2 separate regions of the Zea mays genome follow, and region 2 is linked to region 1. A link is a contact called in public Hi-C data. All regions are on one chromosome and are shown on one strand. Each heading gives the region's core, a stretch centred on a gene start, on an enhancer-like site or on the middle of the called end of the contact. The rest is flanking DNA. Distances are from core to core; before and after follow the strand shown.

Evidence for each region. A called contact is a pair of places that touch in the nucleus more often than the background predicts.
Region 2: a contact with region 1 is called in a Hi-C map of ear, with 2.7 times the contacts expected there. The contact joins the promoter of LOC103626499 here to the promoter of LOC103626494 in region 1. A contact is called at or near these places in 3 of 25 Hi-C or Micro-C datasets (ear, leaf mesophyll and tassel).

Annotation. Positions count from the first base shown.
Region 1 is chr5:67,740,175-67,743,565 of Zm-B73-REFERENCE-NAM-5.0, reverse strand. LOC103626494 (phosphoinositide phospholipase C 2) reads right to left here and starts at 1,864. Exons shown (of 9, transcript XM_035959059.1): 1 at 1,150-1,864; 2 at 451-647; 3 at 102-237; 4 at 1-25. The coding sequence starts at 1,464.
Region 2 is chr5:67,909,950-67,913,340 of Zm-B73-REFERENCE-NAM-5.0, reverse strand. It overlaps LOC103626499, which reads right to left and starts at 1,764. Exons shown (of 18, transcript XM_008646912.3): 1 at 448-1,764. The coding sequence starts at 1,302.

The sequences.
Region 1 (3,391 bases), core at 615-3,114:
GATCTCCAAATGTTTCAGTGAGCATCTAAAACAGCCTGAAGTTAGAATCAAGGTTTCAAACATGATATCTGCAATGAGGTGATGTGGTAAGTAGACTATACCGTAGCAACTTTAGCTTGGAGATCTGATGTGAGGTGATCCTCAAGAGTAATAACAAGAGGATAATTTGAGGCACAGAAGGCGTATTCTTTGATGGACTTCAAACATTTGATCATTTCCACTGGGGCAGTCAATGTCCTTTCAAATGCAAAGAAATATAAGTCAGGGAAACATTTTGTGAAGTGAGAGGGTGATTTCCTTAGAAAAGAAAGGTGATGCATTTGTACATAAAGCAATAAGCTAAGCAAAATTCTGAGGCATTCCTCTCACGCATGCAGTTGCTTTCATACGCAAATATATTCGTGCGCTATAAAAAAGTGAAAATGTTTCAAAGAAAAACAGCATTCGTACCCTCCATGAAGAATATCGACATTGTCCTTTGAAGGATTGGGCCACATATCGAGTTCAATGACTCTAACACCTCTCTGCAACGCCTTTACAATTGGGACGTCACTGGAGTCACTATTGAGCTGGTTCCCAGTGAGGTAGGAATTATGCCCGGTGAACACGAAATAGTGAGAGAACGGCGCTGACATGTCCTGGTGAACCTGGGCAAAGAGTTAAAAACGATGAGAGAACAGGCGAAGTTTAGTAAGACGAAACAAAAACAATTTGCTATAATGAAGTCCGTGTTTTGTGTTTTGTCTGGAGCTTTCAGTTCGAGATGGCAGGGAGCAATGGATAGTAAGCAATCTAAAGGCACATGAAGCCACCTAGAGGTAAGAGCAATAAGAAAGGTGATTTCCTGTGTTTGGTGCAAACATGTCTGTCTCTATACATCGATATCGATGTGTACTAGCACTCAGCTATCTAATTGGTAACTGCGATGTTTATGTCCCCATCCCGATAGAATGGCAGCAGGTAACAGAGTTGACAGAGACGGAGAGAAAGGGCTCCCAATTCCTTTGGCTGAGACAGACAGACAGGTAGTAGTGGAGTCTTTGTGGAACAAGCCACAGCTACGTGACGCATTGAGCAGTGAATAAGTCGGCCACCAGCAGAGAAATTAGCTTCAGTACTAGTAGAATGATGCATTCGATTAACAACAACCTGGTGCGCGATGGGTGGGTTGAGGTCGGGGGAGAAGAGGAAGGCGAAGAAGTCTTCGAGCGTGGGCGTGGATGCCGCCGGCGACCTTGTGACGAGGCGGGCGATTCCATGGCTGTGGCCCCCGGAGAGCATGGCGAGGATGCGGTCGACGTCGGCGGGGGACTCGCCCTGGACGCCGGCGACGAAGCGGCGGAGGGCATGGGCGTCAGAGGCGAAGGAGAGGTGGGCGGCGCGGACGTCCGGCGGCGGCTGGGCGTCCGGGGATCGGAACTTGCGCGTGAAGCACATACAGTACTTGTACGCGTAGCTGCCCATGGAGGCTCTAGAGCTGCGCTGCCGGATGAAACGAATCCTTGTGATCTGGTTGGTGCCGCCTAGCCGCTGGCCATTGCGCGTGGAGGTGGTGGACTGGACGACGAGGAGGTTGGAAGGATTAGGGGAGTTGTGGATGGTGGGGCGATGGAATCAAGAATTGGAATGGGCTGGAGACGACGAGGAAGGAAGAAGTCTTCTCTTTGTTAATTAATAAATAATTACTCCTCCCTCTTCTTCTCCTCATGTGCTGCGCTGTGCCAGTGCTAAGCAAAGCAACCACACGGAAAAAACCAGGAAGAAGAAGAATTTCAAAAGGTGGAGCGGTTAGTTTCCACAAAACCCCTTACTAGTCTCGCAAATCAACTATTCCTTACATGCTACAACATCTTCTTCCAAGCCCGCAAAACAAACCCAAGCTAAGCAGTGTATTTTCTGCATATAATAAGGCTCTGTTCCAATCTTGCGAGATAAACTTTAGCAGCTTTTTTTTAGCTACTTTTAGCCATTTGTAATCTAAACAGGAGAGCTAATGGTGGTAATTAAAACTAAACTTTAGCACTTCAATTCACATAGCTAAAGTTTAGCAGGAAGCTAAAGTTTATCCCGTGAGATTGAAACGGGGCCTAAGTATACCTACACTTGACTCAAGCATATGCCAATTGCCAACCGACACTACCAAGTTTGCCAAAAAAAAACAACCGAAGTTTGACTCAGTCAGTGCAACGAGCGAATACAGGCCATCCGCAATAATCCAGGATCGAGTATATGCCATATTTTTTATCCAAAATTCAATCCAACCCGAAAAACTTTATTCAAAGCCAAAAACTCCTGACACGGCAGGTCTAACAAGGAGGCACAGACTAACCTGATGCGACTTAGACACTATGCACGGGTCGAACGTGAGCTATGCCAAACATTTATTGAACCTAACCCGATGTTAAATAGGTAGTATGTCTCTACTCCTGCATCAGTTTTGACGATTATCAACACTTCTATAAAAAACCTTGCATTTCTTCAAAAACAACCCATAATCACTTTACACTATTCCTTTAAAGTATGAGTTTCTATTGTCGTCCGTCACGCGCTAAGCACGTAGATTGGTTTTTCTCCCCCACGTCTTGCTTAACAACTAGATAAGATAAGTCTTATCTCTTGTATGTGCAACCACCACGAGCGCTTTCTCCACGTTGGTGGCGTCATGTATTAACCTGAACTTCCCATCTCTATCCCCGCCTCCATCTCCCTCATCCAGATTCTTCTGCATCGCCATAGATGACATCGAGCAGATCATCTTGCTAGCTTTCGACACATCAGTCATCGTCGCCCGTCATGCCCCACTCGTGGCACAACTTTTACCTTCCCTGGTCGGTAAGAGCCTCAAACCACTGTCACGACTCTTCGCCGTCATGAGTCTTCACTTTACTAAGGTATGAGTTTCTACTATCATGCATCACACACTAAGCGCATAGATCTGTTTTCTCCCTCATGTGTCGTTTAACAACCAAATAAGATAAATCGTATCTCTTATATGTCTCGCAAATCAACTATTTCTTACATGCCTTTTGGTGTTTCGAATCAAATTCGAATAAATAAACGGACGAAATACAACATCTCAGGATTAGTCTGACAACCCTATTTTTTTAAAAAAATCCATTTTTCTAAGGGGGTGTTTGGATCCCTTCATTTTAGAGAAATTGGAATTCACTCAATAAAATAACTTATTTAGTTTGAAATTTGACATTCCACCACTTTACAAAGTTTAGATATAAGTCTATCTCAAATTCATAGATTGGAGGATGAGAAATGATTTTATGCATTAGTAGAATTTGTTTCTACTCTGTAATTTACATGATACTCTTCGTCTCATTCATCTATAGTAAAAATGTAGCACATAAATATCTCCGACATCTTTCTAATAATAATATAC
Region 2 (3,391 bases), core at 515-3,014, 170 kb before region 1:
AAAAGATATTGTAGCATCCAAAGCAGCAAATAGATATCACATCTTGCATTCACCATAATGTGTCACGTTTTTCGTTCTTTCTTTTTGCCGAGAAGGCCATGCTCATGTCAGAGGTGACAAAGCACTTATTGTTTTATTGGTTTTGTTACTTTATACACCCTCCGTTCCAAATTGCAAAAACTATGTATCTATAAAAGCAGGAATGGCTTACATTTTGGAATGAAGAGAGTACTAACCTATCCAGCAATGTCTTATTACTTGGATGCACCTGACGCCTTGACAGTGTATGAAATGAAATCATTGCCAAACGTGCATTCCATTTTAGATTATTTTTTTCGTTGGATATTATTTTTGCTGGCGTCTCTTATAGTAAGAAAGAAGAGTGAAGGGAACAGATTTGCGATTTAACAGTGGGTCAGTAAATAGAGAGTATGGCGACATACATACCTTGCCTTTCCTCATGATGTACTTGACGGGCTGACCTTCGAGCATGCCGGTGGCGAGCAGCTCCCTGAGGTTGGTGGGAATCTTGTTTGTATTCTTATTCCCCTTGTTGCTGCTCCTGCTGGTACTTGTGGTGTTGGTTTTGGGCGAAGGGGAGGAGGCATTGCTGGCGGTGGTGGTGCCTGAGAGGTCGTCGTCGTTGCTGTCCTTGTCCTTGACCAGTAGTGATCTGGTGAAGCGCCTCAACGCTGGAACCGGCTTGCCATCCTCCTCTTCCGGCGGTTCCAGTTTTGGTTTGAGCGGTGCCGCATTGTCAGGAGAACGAGCGGCGGTAGGAAGGCGAGACTTGGGCTGGAGCATGGAGCGCGTGATGCGCCTGGGCGACGACTCCGGCGGAATGATGATGTTGGCGAGGTGTGCGGGATCCGCATCCGCGTCGGCATGGGGTTGCGGAGTCAAAGGCGTCGGCGGAGGGCTGGGCCCAGCAGCAGCCATCAAGGCGAGCACGGGGCCGACAGCGGCCCCGTCATGGTCTTCTCCGGGGGCAGGGGCATAGTCTGGTGGAGGGGGGAAGGGAGGGGGAGGGGGAGGATCTGGTGGGCGCGGGCGCTTGGCTTTTGGCTTTGTGTCGGGGGTTGAGGAGGAGGATGTCGAGACGGCGGCGCCGGCGACGGAGGGGGTCGAAGCGGCCGATGGGTTGAGGATGCGGGATGAGCGGCGGGTGCGGCCCAGGGGTGCGTATGAGGACGAAAGGACGGCCTGCGAGGCGATGGCGAAGGCGAATTCGCGCTTGAGGCCCGCGCGGACGCCGGAGCGCAGCACGAAGGATTCGCCGCCGCCGTCCGCCTCGTCCTCCATGGCTCGAATTCTTCCTTTCCCTGACCTTTCCTAGGAGCACGAGTAGTATGCCGTCATCCTCAACTCATTCCACGACGGCCTCCTCTGCTGCCGAGGAGTAACAATATGTGGAACTGAGATTGGACCGAGATGGAAGCTAGGGTTCGGCACGGCCAGAATCAAATCAAATCAAATAACCAATCGAAATTTCTCGATTTTCCGGAGCTGGGAATGGAATTGATGAGCTGCATCGACAGAACCAAGGTTCACGAACTAGATGACGGTGGATAAAGCCGTATCATCAATTTACTCATTTAATTTTGAGATATTTTATAAATTTTGAAGAAAAAAATGATGACAGTTTTTATACAAATACTATGGGCTACTTTAAGATTTTCACTAAAACTAAATTTGAAAATATGCAATAGAGTTTAAACTAAAAATGAAACAAGTTTCGAAAAAATAAAAAAAAATCCGACGATTTTGTTGATTAGTATTAATCGGTCCCGGATAGAGATAAAATGGGGGCTCTGATAGCTAGGTTTCACGGATTTTCTTCCTTTAAATTTTAAATCTTTTTAGCATTGGTAGTTTGGTACTACTACTTGTAATAATATTTAATATTATTACTATTTTTAGGGATGTTGGATCGGATCGATCCGGTTTAGAAATATAGGAACAATATATATCTCGAATTTAAGTCCAAGTATTGTAAGAAACAGTAAAATGGGTGTTGTTACACGTTTCAAGCAACACCTTCCAAGGAAGGGGAGCAGTGACATGTATGAGACAGGTGATGGCTCCTCCCAAGGGGATGTTCGTGCCATGTTTAGGAGAACACTTTCTAGAAAGGAGAAGACACTACATAAAAGCAAAGATCACGACACACCTGGGGAGCGTAGGACCACGTTCACGGGATGGGACATGACGGCCTACGGTAAGCATATTGTACCCCTGGTTATAGCAATGAAAGACAATATTCATCTTCACCCTTCTTCTGCATGTGAATTATTCGGTCGGTGAAGTGACTCGAAAATCGATGAGGTGGGTGTCCCAATGGGAGGAGCCTAAGTACTACCAAATGTTGGTGGGCTCGTGGAGTACACTTCTACGTGGATCTGGTAGACTTGGGCGAAGTAAAGGCGTAGTTGATGCGTGAGCAAAGTATTAGTATAATACGACACATGATCAGTGGAATGCACACCTGTGGAAATAATCTTCATCGGAAGATGTATTGTATCTTTGATGGTATTTGTGAACTATAAAACTATGACATGTAATGTATTTGAACCATGAAATTGTGCCATGTAATGCATTTTGGACCGCTAAATGTTGTTATTGGACTTAGGATAATGTAGCATCCCAAAATTTCAAATCTTGAAATTTTCTCGAACTCGCTCTAAATTCAAAATGAATTTCAAATTTCATTTCAGAATGTTTGTTTGCGAGTTGATATCAACAAATAAAATATAGTGGTCTATATTCTCTCCAAAATCCTCCTCAAATATCCTACAAATATTTCCCCAGTGATCCCCCCTCAAATTGTTTCGAGAAATACTACCCAGATATTTCCCCAGTGGCCCCCTCAAATTCTTTCCAGAAATACTGCCAGAATATTCCACCGATATATCTCCAAGTATTTTCTTCCTAAGAAATACCTTCAAAATCATTTTTCAAGTCCCTACAAATATTTTCTTCATAACTTTCCTCATGCTCATACGTATACGTATGCCTCCAGTGTCATACGATGAGCTCTACAAGCTAATTACACTCATATAAGACAAATCCATGCTAATCTCCCACTAATCCTCTCATCCTCCCACTAATCCTCTCATCCCTCCCCCTAATCCCCCCATCATGGCTATAAATAGAGGGGCAAGGGCCTCCTCTCATCCCACCCCAAGCCATTTCATGGCAACTCTCTTCCCCCCCCCCCCCCCCCCCACACACACCCACTCCATGTTCCACACAAGCACACACTAGCACAAGGATCGTTCGGTCGTTCTTCGATCGTTCGTCCCCCTGTTCTTAGTTTGTTCGTTCGTTCGTCCGATCGTTCATGGTTCGTTCGTTCGATCGTTCGATCGTTCATCCGTTCGTTCGTCCAAAT